2 separate regions of the Gossypium hirsutum genome follow, and region 2 is linked to region 1. The links are chromatin contacts, called in public Hi-C maps. All regions are on one chromosome and are shown on one strand. Each heading gives the region's core, a stretch centred on a gene start, on an enhancer-like site or on the middle of the called end of the contact. The rest is flanking DNA. Distances are from core to core; before and after follow the strand shown. Region 1 has its middle 19 kb from the start of LOC107887246. Region 2 holds the start of LOC107897727 (DNA repair protein recA homolog 3, mitochondrial).

Region 1 (7,824 bases), core at 1,997-4,496:
CATCATACACCAAATTACAAATATATTCAAATATCGCATTCAATTTAAACCGAACATCCAATTCAATATTGTAATTCAAGCAATAATTCATTTCCAAAAAAAAATATATATGCATAATACTTATGCATAATACTAATCATAAATTTATACAAATATTAAATTTTAACTGTACGAACTACGAACTTACCTAGACTGAATTGTAGTAATTGCAGAAATTCAGAGACTATTCTACTATATTTCCTTTTTCACGAGTATCTACGGGATCTTAATATAAAAAAGAAATAAAGAACCAACTTAAAGTTCCCTCCTATGGCGGTTTAAACCGAAAATAGAAGAAGAAATGCATAGGAAGCCTTTAAATTTTAATTTGTTTATTTTTAATTTCATCAAAATTACAATTTTGCCATTCAGTTGTTTTATTTTATTATTTTCCCTTAACTTGCGGTACTGCCATCTTAATTTAGGTATATTTATTACTTAAGTCATTCCTTATTTATTAATTAAGCCATATAATCACTTAATTATTATATTTAGCAAGTTTTGCACTTTTTTTAATTTAGTCCTTTTTAATTAATTAACTATCGGAACGTTAAAATTTTTCAACGAAACTTTAATACCATCTTAATGACACTTCGAAAATATTTATAAAAATGTTTACGACTCGATTTATAGAAACGAGTTCTCGATACCTCACTTTCTAAAATCACTTGACCTAGGGTCTTACCACTCAAACCTAATAAATCATTATAAAATATAAATTACCAATTCAAAAATCTTTTTAAAATCATATTTGATTCATAAATATTAAATAATAATATTTACGAATTTACTTGCTTGATTTGGTGGCCTCGAAACTACTGTTTCCGACACCGCTGAAAAAATTCGGGCTATTACATCTCCTGCAACACATTGTTCATAAGGCACAACTAAATTGTTGACAGTGCCTTCTCATCAAGCTCCTCTCATTTTCTTTTTTGATTCGCATCTGCGGGCTTTTGCCCTATAACGACCTTTTTCAGACCGTTCTGTATCATAATTTTCATCATCCAAACTTGCCACAAACTAAAAATTGTGATCCCATTGAAATTCTCGATATCGTACCTCATTTCCATCTTTGAACAAGTTGAATGCGGAAACTGAACCTTGATCTAATACTAGTTTGTTGGGTTAAACCTGAATTATGCAACGAACAAGAACGAAAAATGAGAAAATTGGATACAAATATTTACGTGGAAATACCCTTTCAAAAAGGATTAAAAACCATGGGTAAAGAAACTTCACTAAAACGGAAAATACCAAAAAAGAAGTGCAAGATGGAGAAACAAAAATAATCTCGAACCCAAAAAAATACAAAGTTCTCCTGAAATTCTCACAAATTTTCTCTTCATTTTTGTTATTGAATCAAGCTCTCTAGGGTTGCTAAAACTCTATTTATAGGCTAAAATTCATGACTAATCTAATTAGAATATCCCTAAAGTTATTAGAGTTCGACTAGGAAAAGATAGCAGAGTTTAACTAGGAAAAGATACTCATTTTAGTAGGATACACGTCGCCACGTTGTGGCATAGCTATCAGTTCTTTGGGACATCATTTTTCGCATCGTTGAGACGATGGATTCTTCTTTTCAAGACGCCGTGTGTCGTGTCGTCATGACGTCGGCTCTTCCTCGTCACGATATCGACTCTATTTCGGACGAAATGCAAGGCACACTCCACAGTTCTCTATTTTTCGGATTTAAAAATTTAGGTCCAGTTGTTACCATCATTAAAATTCTTTTATTAAATTCTTTGGCGTAGCATTTTGAATTTTTTTAAAAACAAATTCACCTAATAGTCATATAACAATAAAAATAATGTTGAAAATAGTGATTAGGATTTTTTTTTTTCACTCATTGGAAACATCATGATAAAAAAATTGTTGAAATAGTGTTCTTGAGAAAAATTGATGTTAGCATTTTGATTAAAATAGTTAACAATATTAACTATTTATATTAATTAATGACACTATAAAATAAAGAGACTAAATTATGTTGAAAATTAAAGTATATATATTAATTCTCAAGTTTCAGTATAGTTTCGGTGCCAAAATTGAAATGACATTATCTTATAATGTAAAAAAAAAAAGTAATACAAACTTAAAAGAATAGGAAGTCTCTTTTAAGACTATTAGGGTATTCAAATTATATATAATTATGTAATGTTTTAATCAAAAAATAAATATTATTAATTATTTAGACTAATTAACAACATTAATAATCAAATTATGTCAGAAATTAACAACTTTAAGCTGAAGGGTATGAAAATTATATAAAAAAAATCTACTCTCTTTTTTCTTTTCTTTTCCAGCGTTGAAGAAAATCTATTGAATGTGCTGGACAGAAAGTTGGAATGTTGACATGTATGCTACACAACGGTTTTAGCATTCATTAAGTGAGCTTTTTTCCAATAGTGGGGCAGGGGGAAGTCAGATTCCTTGAATGAGTTTTTTATTACAAAAATATATACATGTGTGTCGTGGAAAACACCCGCAACGAGCTTCAAAAGTCAATATATGCTTCTTCATGATGAACACTATCAGCCTATACACACAGAGAAAGAGAGAAGAAACCAAACGTGGGTTTCAATTCAAGTATCAAGAGTGTGGGTGAGGAAGACTAGCATGAATGAAGAAGTATGAGTCATGAATCATGTGGGTGATGTTGAGGCTGAGGCAGCCATGCCACCTCAAACCCAAAGGTCCTCCACAAAAATACATACGGTAGGGTGGGGGAAGGGGGTGAACTTTTGTGACTTGTGAGATACTCCAAATCTTTATTGGGATCAATCAAACCCTTCCTAAAAAGATTACGTGGTCCAAACCAACTACGTCAACATCCCCCACCCCACCCATTTGCTTTGCACCCCCAAAAATCTCTCTCTCTCTCTCACACCTACAGCAATCATATCCACGCATACGTGCATGAAAACAGTACAAAACCATAAACCCGCTTTCTTAATTTCGATGCATTAGCTCAAAAGCTGCTTTAACACATGAAAAGAAGAAGAGGAGAAGAAGAATCATGATGGCTAAAAGCCTAAAACAAGTCCTTTGATTGATGACAGTGAGAAGGCTAGCTTTTGAACTTAATTTTTGTCTTTCTCTGGTTTCATTCATATATTCCACTTTTCACTATCTTATACTGATGTCATCTACCCTTTGGAGCAGAAGTCCACAATATGGACCATCACAACCCCACTGCCATGATAGGGATATATACGCATACATTATATGCTCTAATAATCTAATAATACAACAAAACTAAGAACTTCATTAATTAAGACCTATCACCAAGCAACAACAATGTTTGAGAAATATTAATGGGAGGTAGCTAGGGTTAGCAAGGTAGGTTAGGTCGGGAACTTTTTACTGTCGATGCCCTTTCCTGGAAGGTACTTTAATTGTAGCTTGGCAAAAAAACGAGGCCCCACTTGATGTGTTGCAAACCTCAGTTTCATATGCGCTCGTGCTTTGAGCGTTTGTCGCTACTATCGGCTGCTTTACCAGACAAGATGGAGGATACGTCTTAGAATAGGACCCATTAGCCCCCGGCCCCCCCCCGCCCCCAACCCCTTTTTTTACCGTTATTTTGCATTGCACCTTACTTATTCTTGCTATATACTCCTAGATTATCACTATTTTCCTTACAGCTTTGAGCTTTCTATATATGTTATGTTCATCGACCCTGAGATGTCATCATAATCATTTAGCCAGTAATCGACATATCCTATGAAATTTATATAATTTTTAAAACCCAATTTCAATCTCAAACTTATTTTCAGGTTTCTATTGTTGCCATTGCCAATAATCAACATCAAGGATCATATAGGTCATAGATATGGATTGCTACTGTTGTTAGACTCTACCAATGACCCTACGATTTGGTCCCATATTTTGTAACTTATTATGGAACTTAGTTGAACTATATCAGGTCTAAATCACAATTAAAGTATATCCATGCGCATGAAAGAAAGAAATCTAAGAAGAAGAAAGGAAAAAAGCACCATCTCACCTCTCTATCACTAAAATCTTTACCTTCTGAGGTGCATTGCATGGTGTGGTCAATTTGTTCTCCAGTGATGAAAAGGTGAATCCCTTTTCCCAGAATCGGGTATTGGATCTTGGATGATGATGATGATCTGTGGTGGATATCATATAATTCAATGGCCAGGACAGTTTGTTCTGAAGTGAGGTCATTGGAATCAAATAGAAAATAGAACCATGTAAGTCTTGGATGCTCTGAGCAAGGCAGCCGTACTCCATCAATGGCGTTTTCGATCTAGCAGAGGCTTTGAAGCTGCTGAATGGCAGATTACATTGTTTTATAGCTGTTGCTTGTCATATTGTTAATCCATTTGTTCTTTAGTGAGCATTGCCAAGTCATGTTCCATATTTAATTCTACTGTTGTACAGAATCCTGATGAACTATCCCAAGGTTCAATATAGATAGGGAAGAGCCGGTAGCGTCCAATTTACAAGATTTTGGAAACAAGAACAGGATATTCAAATCCTTTCTGTGTGCCTGTACTGAAGCCAAAACAGCTGACTTGGATCACTTCATCTTTCAAGCAAGTTTAATAAGACAAAAGATCTCTTAAAATTTGATTACACTGTCACCAGTTAGTAAGTAGCAGGAACTATATATTGCTGCTGTTTCAGTCAATACCCTTAAGTTAATGGTCCTTGGGCTTGGATTCAACATGGAAAATCTGGTTCTGATACTTTGAAAGTTAAATGTGATAAACACAATATCTCTGACAAGCGCCTATCATTTTTGGCTTTATACGAAGTTACAAACGAAGGTAGTCAGGTTCGCAGGAACAACGTTAGGATCTGACCCGGCAAATCATAGCTCACGCAAAGGATTTGTCCTAAACTTGATTGACAACCCCATCCTCTCCATTTTCCAACAAATAAATATAAATCCCCCCCCCCCAACAACCAAAAGACTGCTACTTGCCAAAAAAGACGGTCTGGAGAATAAAATTAATATGGTGCTTACTATAATGCTAGTTTTCTAACAAGATTATTCCATAACTCAAAATGCATAACTTTTTAGTATTATATGCATAATTGCAGAATAAGTGTCATATTCCCCGTTGGGAATAATGATGGATGAAGTTGAACCCTTAAGATCTTCACATATAGCAGAAAAAAATGGGTGCTTTTGAGATATTCAAATAACATCATTTCAAAAGAGTTCATCATGTGATTCGCAACAGATGGGATGGGACAAAAGGAAATAAAATGAAATGCCATAAAACAACTGGAAGAAGACTTGGGTGTTGACAATGTTGAACTTATTGGGAAGTAGTTTGAGATATGTGAACATGAGCAGCTAGCTCATTCAAGGGAAAGCTGTCACAAACATGCTTTGAGCTGTTTCGATATAGTAACAAGTGAAACAAAAGGTTAGGCATGTCTGATGATGATGATGTGAAGCATATGATGCAAAAAAGGTGGAAGACAGTAATGCCAAAGCTTGCAAAGAGCTGGCCAAATGGTGAAATTAGTTAGCTCCCTGATTTGATCTTTTGAATTGAAAATTCTCCAAAACACCTGCTTTACTTCAACTGTGTCTGCATTCACAGTGCAGTGCAGGAGAATCAGATGACAAAATATATAGTCATAATGACCCCATGATTAATTATTGTTAACCCTACAATTATGCCAAATTACACAGTCCTAACCCTTGCCATACAGCAATTACAGTTGATACCATGAAAGTGAACAAGACATCAGACACTGTATAATGAAGAAAACCCTATACATATGATAGCCTTCCACGTCAACATCTAGAATGAAATACTGCAGCCTCGCAATCTGAATGTGAATACTGCTCTGAAAGATTGTTTTAATTCGTGAAGCATTAGGATACATGTGTTTGGATTACATCCGGTGAGATGGAACATTACACCGAAAACACCGCACACCGAAAACACCGCAAAAGATAAAACAATAGCAGCGTTTATGGCAAACAAAAGTAAACAGTAGCGGTATTTTTTCATAAATACCGCTAAAAGTAAAACAATAGCAACCTTTATGAGAAAAATTTTTAAGAACCTAACCGTTTTTGCTAGGCTTAGTTTTATCCCCAAATTCCTTAACATTTTCCCCTAAAATTTTTCCCAAATCTCTTTTTTTTTTCCCTAGAATTTCTGGTAACTTTCTCTTCCTCCTCTTCGATTGAGCAATAAAATTTTCCCCAAATCCCTTATTTTTTTCCCCTAGCCTCTTACGTTGATTTATATATTAGGGTTTCTTATTTGGGAACCTCGTTGATATTTCCTAAGGTTTTGATGTTGCGATTGCTGTCAATGCTTAACATTTTTGTGCATTGTTGCTTCATTGAAGCTTTAAATTTCTGATAAGTTGAACACTTTAGCGTTTCTGGGTTCTGCCATTTTGTCACCTATGTCGCATGCTTGTAACTTACTTAGCGTTTGATGCCTGGCCGCATAGATGGTATATATGATCGGTTTGTGGATACCCTTCCTATTCATGGATTTTTCTTTCTGTGCAAGGTTTCAGTTTTTCTTTTCCTATTCTGTTCTATTCACGGCCTTTTCCCCAGTACCTTTGTTTTAATGTTTCATCACTAACAGTTCTTTTTAACTAAGCAGGAATCGGGTACCAGAAATGAGGTATTAATTGGACAGCGGATCAAAGCATGGTCTGCCTTTGATAGCTGGTAAGTCAAAGGAATAGATCTTTCTGCAAGTTTTGCAATATATGCCGGTTTAAGTTTCATTTTATTTTATCTTTATTTTTCAGTTTCTATTCAGGCACCGTGGATGACTTTAACCCAGAAAAAACAACACTCACAAGGTAACTGCTTGCACATATTGTTAGTCAATGGAGTATTTGTTCTGTAATATAAATTTTAGATGCTGCTTGGGAACTATGTGAGAAATTCAGTTTAACTGGAGTTGTTGATTTTATTTATTTGGTTGTCTTTAATGTGTTCAAGTAATAAGGTTTTATTGATTTTGAATTGAATATTCATTCTCATATTTTCTTTTTTCAGTTTATTTATATTTTCTTTCTGAAAGAGTTTGTTTTACTATTGTTGACTTTCTTAATTAGCTATAAAATGTGATATAAGTGCATTAACGAACTTCCACACCACACACAGAAAGAAAAAAGAAAGAAACTCAAATGAAAGAGTGACATACTCTGCTTGGCTAAGGGTAAAACAATCCAACTCTTTTGATTAAATTTGTTTCCATGCAATTGACAGATTACATGTGATAGTGGGGAAGTTGAAATATTATGCTTGGACAGTGAGAGCTGGGAGACAATAAGTAACTGTTCTTTGATGGATAGGGTAAGTGTGAAAGCTACAGTCTTTCTTTTGAGCTTTGAACTGTTGACTTAACCATACGTTTGTATTTTGAAGATCTAAAGGAATTGGATTGTGTCCGGTCCCATAAGCCAGTCTAGTTAGAATTAGATTTGCTCTTGCCTCGGCCTAGAGAACTCAAATTAGTTCTAAATTCTATTATTCTGACTCTATTAATTGACGGCAAATTAGCCAAGTTGGGTGGAGGGCTGGATGTTGCAGTAGAACCTGGATATGGTGGCTGCCTTAAATGGCTGATTACCAGCAAACCAAGAAGTTATTGGCAAAATAATCCTGTATCCCTGAAAATTAGAAACAGCAACAAAAATAAAGAATATTAACAAAATATGACAACTTTATTGCTGTCGAACCCTACATGATTTTTCATCCAAGCATATGATTTTTGCAGCATGACTTTCTGATCCTTCATTGTTTGTCTTTCTCTG
Region 2 (7,824 bases), core at 3,745-6,244, 400 kb before region 1:
AAATATATCATTTAGCTTAATATGACAAATGACGTCAAGTATATTATAAAGATGTAGTAATTATCATAAATAATGAATATTAGTGCCATAATTTAGACCTAACCTAAATTATACTGTTATAACTTAAATCTAAATATTACGTTTGTTTGCACTTACTAAATCTTTCTTTAAGCTTAACATCATGAATGACGTTAACTCAATTGTAGAAATGATTAAACATAATTTTTTTACTTACTAAAAATAATATTATTGTTTAAATCGAAACATTGATTCTATTTTTACTTACTAAATCTATCATTGAGCTTAACATGACCAATTGAGTCAACTAAATTATAAAAATATAATAATTATCATAAAATAATGAATATTGGCGCCATGATTTAGACCTATCCTAAATTATAGGGTTCTAACTTGAATCTACATATTCCATTTATTTACACTTACTAAATCTTTTTTTAAGCTTAACATTATGAATGACATCAACCCAATTGTAGAAATTATTAAACATAAATTTTTTTAAAAAAATATTATTGTTTAAATCTAAACATTAATTCCATTTTTACTTACTAAATCTATTATCGAGCTTAACATGACCAATGACGTCAACTAAATTATAAAGATATAGTAATTATTATAAAATAATGAATATTAGCCCCATAATTTAGACCTATCCTAAATTATAGCATTATGACTTTAATCTAAATATCACTTTTATTTATACTTACTAAATCTTTCTTTATGCTTAACATAATAAATCGCGTCAATTCAATTGAAGAAATTATTAAACATAAATTTAAAAAAAAAATAGTATTATTGTTTAAATCTAAACATTAATTCCATTTTATTTATTAATTCTATTATTGAGCTTGACATGATGGATGTAGTAATTATTATAAAACAATAAATATTGGCGCCTTAGATTTATCCTAAATTACAACGTTATAATTTAAACCTAATTATTATTTTTATTTACACTAACTAAATCTTTCTTTACTTACTAAATTTATCATTAATCTTAACTACATGAATAACCGTCAACTAAATTTTAAAAATAGAGTAATTTTATAAAATAATAAATAATTATGTCATAAACTAGACATATCTTAAATTATTGGTCCTTACTTTCATTTATACTTACTAAGTTTTAAATAAATTTAGCATAAAAATGAGGTCAACTCAATTGAAGAAATTATTAACAGATTTTGTTGTTGGAATTTAAAACAAGTAAAAACCCTAATTGAAAATTGAATAAATATATTTAAAAATTTAGTTAAAGGTTAAGTTTCAAGTATAAAAATAAAAAATAATATTATAGTAAAATTAAAATTATTAAAATTTAATAATAGAAAGACAATATTTTGAAAAAAATATTTAATCAATAAAATTTTAAAATCTCCATTTACGGATATGAAATGAACTTTTGGGTAACCATGATAAGGCTGGGATTTGCTTACCATTTTAAACAAATTCAAAAGCGGTGCGAGCCCTATTTATAGCCATCAAGGAAACGAAAAAAAAAAAAAAAAAAACAAGTGAAAAACAAAAAGTGCTTTGCTTACGCGATAAAAACTAGTTTCGCGGATTTTAGGTTTTCGTAAGGTAAAGGGAGAGGATTGTTAAGCGACACGCCTCTCTCACTCAAACCCTATTCTTTTTCCCAATTTCTCGAATCTAGGGTTTTACATTCTCCTTTTCCTCTCCAAATCAACCTTATTTCATTTTTTTTCTTCTCTTAGAAATAATATCGTCAATGAGCAACGAATTAGTTAACTTCAACATGTCCGGTCTTGGCGATGGTATTGATATTTTTCTCTTCTTTATCTACAATACTATCGCTTCACTCTTATCGCTTCTCTCAGTTTCTATTTTTGGTTGCAGCTCTTAATGCCGAAGCACGAGCTGGTCTCGTTAACGCTCTCAAGGTGGGTGACACCCATAATTGTTTTTGGTTTTCTTTTTGTTATTTTTTTCATTTTTTTTTTGTTTTTTGATATTTTGGTTTGCAGAATAAACTTCAAAGTCTTGCTGGGGATCACTCCGATGTGCTGGAGAGCCTATCACCGATTGTCAGGAAGCGTGTCGAGGTTCTTAGGGAGATCCAGGCATGTTCTTTCTCCCTGAGCTTTTTCGATGCTCTGTTAAGTTTTACTCTGATATCACTAATGGTTTAGTTGTTTTTGTAGCCGGGTTTACTCTATTATGGTTAAGAAACTCGAGTATCTTGGATGTATGGGGTTGTTAATGTGTTGAATTTCTAAGATCATCTATGCACATTTTTATTGGATTTACTTTTGGTATGGTAGAAAGTTCATTGTTCTTGCTCGGCAGCTACTTTCCGTTCCCAGCTAGATTGATTTAGATTGTTGTAATCTAACTTTTATTTATCTTAGCTGCAATGTGATTGGAAGGGGAATGCCTTTTTTGATCCCTATTTTTCTTTAACAGAGCCAACATGATGAATTGGAGGCTAGGTTTTTTGAGGAGAGGGCTGCACTTGAAGCTAAATATCAAAAACTATATCAACCCTTGTATGCAAAGGTTTGCATTTTCAATTTTGCTTTAGTTATTGGCTAATCAGTTACTGTCGCCATTCACCTGACTTATTACCTTATTTTTGTAGCGATATGATATTGTGAATGGCCTTGCTGATGCTGAAGGAACAGCAAATGAAGCTGCCAAGGACCAAGGAGAGGAGAAGGATGCTGAAGGTATGATCTTATTGAGTCATTTCTTTTCCCATATGCATCTTTCTTTCTGTGGACGATATTTATAAAATTATGCTTTATGCAGAGAAAGGGGTGCCTGATTTTTGGCTTACTGCAATGAAAAATAATGAAGTGCTCTCTGATGAGGTGAGTATCCAATTACTATTATTTTTATAACTCTTTTTGTTTTTTTGGTTGGAAATGGTTAAGCTTCTCTCTACATCCTTTGTGTTTGGAACCAGATCACTGAGCGTGATGAAGGAGCTCTCAAGTATCTCAAGGATATTAAGTGGTACAGGGTAGAGGAACCCAAAGGATTCAAGCTTGAGTTTTACTTAGACACCAATCCTTATTTCAAGAATACTGTGCTGACAAAGACATATCTCATGATTGATGAAGATGAACCTATTCTTGAGAAAGCAATTGGGTAAATACTATTACCTATCCTTTTAGAGAATTCCCTATTGGATTGTTAAATATGTCCAGATTACAGGAGGTTCTTACTTCTTTTAACTAAAACTTCTTTACACCTAATTTGTAGGACTGAAATTGAATGGTATCCTGGAAAATGCTTAACGCAAAAGCTTCTTAAAAAGAAGCCTAAGAAGGGTTCAAAGAATGCCAAGCCAATCACTAAAACAGAGGAGTGTGAAAGTTTCTTCAACTTCTTCAATCCTCCGCAAGTTCCTGAGGATGATGAAGACATTGATGAAGATACTGTAAGCCCAACCTCACCAGATCTATATAAACATTGATGATTGATTACATTTCTTCTGCTATTCCAATTGTTTTTACTTTCTTGCACAGGCTGAGGAGCTACAAAATCAAATGGAACAAGATTATGACATCGGGTATGTTCTCTTTTCTTCTTACTCTAGTTATTGAGTGAGACATCATTAATCATTGTTACATGTATTTGAAATACCTACTTATTTTATGCTATCTGTTTCTTTTTGCAGATCAACAATTCGGGACAAGATTATTCCACATGCTGTGTCATGGTTTACAGGAGAAGCTATCCAGGGAGATGAGCTTGATATAGATGACGATGAAGAAGATGACGATGATGATGATGAGGAAGAGGATGATGAGGAAGAGGATGAGGATGCTGACGATGAGGATGAGGATGATGACGAAGGAAGTAAGACCAAAAAGAAGGTATGAGATGCTAAATTTAGGGTGTGTTATAATGTGTGCTCAATTGTTTGTTCAAAATCTGAAGTGATGCTAATATTTCTTTTGTTTCTTGCATATTGCTTGAAAATGTGCTGCAGTCGGCTCATAAGGTACACCAATTCCATATCATTTAGGTCTCTCTTTTGGCCCTTCTATTGAAAATTTATTCTTAATTATGTTCGTTGTTCGTTGTGTATTGCAGAAGAGTGGTAAAGCAGTAGGGGATGGGCAGCAAGGTGAGAGGCCTCCGGAATGCAAGCAGCAGTAGAAATTAATTGCTGCTGTCGGAGTGTGGTTTATAAGATTTTGATTGGAAGAAGCGGGAGAAAGGGAGGGTTTGCAGTTTTGGTGGTTATTTATTTCTACAGTTTTATGTTATTGCTATGAGTATGATTGGTTTCTACAGTCGTTTTATCCTTTTTGGTCTGTTGGTTTGGTAGGATGGTCTGGTAATGGTAGTCTAAGATGTTTTGGGATTTTGTTTTAATGTTTAATGTTTCCAGAAACTTTTAAGAGTTCTTGTGATAGCTTGTTATCAATTATTTAATGGCCGGTCTGATTAAAGTTATTTTTTGTTCTCTTTTGCATATTCCTTTTATATACCGAGTTCTCTTGCGCATGGCTTGTGGTTGGACGGCAACAATTATGATCACATTGTATTTCCATGGATCTTTAATTTTATTTCTAATGTTCTTGCAACTTCAAAAAATTATGGATGCAAAAATAATACTAAATAAAACATCTGTCGCAGCCCTTTCTCCTTGAAATTAATAAAGGAAGAAGACCCACAGTATTCTCTACGGTTATTGTAGATTTTGTTTGAAAAAATTAGATTTATTTCACTGTTTTAAGTATTATGCCTTAGTTCATATTTATTAAAAAAATTTCTTAATAGGTTGATATGATTTTCCTAAATTCTCATAGCAATAAAAAAGATCAAAGAATTATATGTCATTATTTTTGTAATTTTAAAAAAATTCGGCTCAACTTCATAGAAAAAATCTCAATAATTAACCATTTTTTAACGATATTAATGATTTGGAATAAGAAAGCGTTACATTAATAATAAAAACGGAATATAATACAACAAAATAATACAATATAATAGGAACACCAAATTTGATTAAAATTCCCTGGAGGCCCAGACGGGCCAACCAGCAGGCTCCCTCTCCCCCGCCCCTGGGGGGTACCAAACCACTGTAGTGCAAATCTCGAAAAGGAGGGAAACTCAAACCCTAACATCCCAGACCCACAGCAGCAGACCTCAGTGTCTGTCTGTTTGTCTTTCCATTTCTTTACTCTCTTTTTAATCCATGGTACTAAGTAACATCTAATCACAACTAGTTTGTTCTTCTTTTCCCACATCTTATACTTCTAAACAAAGCTCCTTTCCCTTGCATGCTATGGCCAGCTTTCTTCGAAATGTTTCATCTCTTAAACGTTCTCTCTTCGCTCCACAGGTTTTAAAAACCTTACCCTTTTCTTTATTTTCTTCCATAACTTCATATCCTTTGTTTTTCTCATGTTTAATCTGATTGTCTTGCACTATGTTCATTTTTTTATATAAAAAATGGTGGTTCAGGAACAGTAGAAATATATATATATTCGAAGCCGTGAATCAATTTTTCTCTTTTTCCTTTTTGCAGGTTTGTAGGGGAGGGGTGTTAAGGTCATCTTCTCAGCTGTGTAACTTTTCTTCAAAAGGTAAATGAAATTCCTTTGAAAAGCTTCAATTTGAATGTTGGTACTCAAATATTGTTATTTGGGTATCTGGTATTCTAATTCTATGTTTGGTTAAATCACGTTTTGGTTTTTGAGTAGAATTTTAATTCAGGTAATCATCTGAATGTGATTGTAGAAGAGTGCTTTGTCATGGGATTTTTATTAGATTAATAAATGTTTGAATTCTATAATATTTAATTGAAACAAGTCAGCTGTACTGTAAAGCGCAGTGCTTAACGTAGTGTCATCTTTTATCCAACAATAAAAATTATAAATTCATGCCATTTAATAGATGGGGTTCTTTGGCTATTTTTCTTGAACTGGATTCATTTGAGTTAAAAAGTGAAATCTAATAATCTTTTTTTTTTTTTTGAATAAAAGAAATCTGATGCTTTCTTGTGTTCGGTTATTTCTTTGTTTGTGTCCTATTGAAGGTAGAAGGAAATCCAAGTCAGATTCAAGTGATTCGTGCGATGAGAATATGTCCAAGAAAGATTTAGCTCTAAAACTTGCCTTGGATCAGATTACGAGTTCTTTTGGAAAAGGATCTATCATGTGGCTTGGTCGTGCTATGTCTCATCGAAATGTTCCAGTAGTTTCCACTGGTTCTTTTGCTCTGGACATAGCACTTGGAATCGGTGGCCTTCCAAAAGTACTCTAAAATTCTTGTTTCAGTTCTTTTACCATTTATGCTGCTAGTCTGCTACTAAGTAATAGCTGCTTGTGATGCTTTTTAGTTCCTTATACATCTCTGTTGGAATTTTACAGGGCCGTGTCATAGAGATATTTGGACCAGAGGCTTCTGGGAAAACGACACTTGCTTTACATGTAATTGCTGAAGCACAAAAGCAAGGAGGTCACTGAATGTATTTTAGCTTAGTACTGTGTGATTTATGATTGATTGTGCTGACTCGTTATGAAATCCATTCTATGTAAAGGTGGTTTATAATAAGGCATCTGAACTATTATAAAGGTTTTGTATGCAGCGTATAACGTTAAATGTATTTATGAGATGATTGCATTTGGAGGGTGCACCAGATTTTGTTGTGGCTATCTTCTGTGCTGTTGAGGTTGTTTCTGTTATCTTTCTGCTGAATGCTTACATATGGCTATAATATTCAAATGCAGGTTATTGTGCTTTTGTCGATGCTGAGCATGCTCTTGATCCTGCTCTAGCTGAGACAATTGGGGTGAACACTGAGAATTTGCTCCTTTCGCAACCAGATTGTGGAGAACAAGCTCTCAGTCTTGTGGACACCCTTATACGTAGTGGATCAGTTGATGTTGTAGTTGTTGACAGCGTAAGGTGTTCCTAGATTCATTTTTTTTCCATTATGGAGTTTGGTGTGATAAATACTGCTGATAGTTGGTAGAATGTGCTTCTGCCGTGTTTGTGACTTGTGAAATATGCTTTGTTTTCCTTGTCTGCATCTTCCCTTGGACTGCTTATGTAATTAGGTTGTGCTATGATGCAAATTTGAGGGAGGACTTTTCAAATTAGTGTTTGTGTGCCAAGAGTATTGGGTTCTCATCCTTGAAGGATTCAAATTCTATAATTTTATCTGTGTGATACTGCTGTTTATCATATCTATTTACAGTGAGCTCCTAATAATAGCTTAATTTTCATCTCAGGTAGCTGCCCTTGTGCCTAAAGGCGAGCTTGATGGCGAGATGGGTGATGCTCATATGGCAATGCAGGCTAGACTGATGAGCCAAGCTCTTCGTAAAATATGCCATTCCTTATCATTGTCTCAAACCATATTGATTTTAATAAATCAGGTTTAAGTTTGATTCCCGATTATCTCCTTGATGAGTTTTGATGATGAGCTCCATATTAGCAACATAGACCTCTAAAGCTTTAGGTGGCCAAGCAGTTGTTAAAGTTCTTGCTTTGAGTTTGTTTGATTAATGTTGTAGCCTCTGACTCTGTGTACATTGTGAGTTTTGCCCTTAGGTCAACTTTTTGAATTTTGCCCCATTTAAAGGCTTTATTAATAATTCTAACCAGTAATTAGTTGGTTGTTTGATTGATGCAATATTTCCTAGCTAAATTGTTACCGCTAATTAAATGTAGCTTGTAATATTTTTTTAGTACATACTAACTATTTAAACATATCAGGTGAGGTCAAAACTTTCGACATTTGGATTTGGTGGGCCAACCGAAGTTACCTGCGGTGGTAATGCCTTGAAGTTTTATGCTTCAGTGCGTCTAAATATAAAG

What was found. A called contact is a pair of places that touch in the nucleus more often than the background predicts.
Region 2: a Hi-C map of leaf shows a contact between it and region 1, with 4 times the contacts expected there. The contact joins the promoter of LOC107897727 here to the enhancer-like site in region 1. A contact is called at or near these places in 5 of 34 Hi-C or Micro-C datasets (callus, hypocotyl and leaf).

What each region holds. Positions count from the first base shown.
Region 1 is chrA06:18,282,318-18,290,141 of Gossypium_hirsutum_v2.1, reverse strand. No RefSeq gene overlaps it. Among protein-coding and RNA genes, the nearest start is that of LOC107887246, 19 kb to the right of the region's middle. Within about 2 kb of position 3,246, at least 3 of the 9 cell types and tissues checked have an H3K27ac peak or open chromatin away from gene starts, as enhancers often do. A contact at or near this core is called in leaf, where this site is marked.
Region 2 is chrA06:18,684,964-18,692,787 of Gossypium_hirsutum_v2.1, reverse strand. It overlaps LOC107897727 (DNA repair protein recA homolog 3, mitochondrial), which reads left to right and starts at 4,994. Exons shown (of 8, transcript XM_016823285.2): 1 at 4,994-5,341; 2 at 5,528-5,585; 3 at 6,038-6,255; 4 at 6,372-6,459; 5 at 6,732-6,904; 6 at 7,236-7,382; 7 at 7,723-7,824. The coding sequence starts at 5,285. LOC107897728 (nucleosome assembly protein 1;2) reads left to right here and starts at 1,441. Exons shown (of 13, transcript XM_016823287.2): 1 at 1,441-1,599; 2 at 1,737-1,796; 3 at 1,879-1,922; 4 at 2,007-2,102; 5 at 2,446-2,538; 6 at 2,621-2,708; 7 at 2,791-2,852; 8 at 2,948-3,132; 9 at 3,247-3,424; 10 at 3,513-3,556; 11 at 3,665-3,863; 12 at 3,980-3,991; 13 at 4,084-4,449. The coding sequence starts at 1,751. The coding sequence ends at 4,149.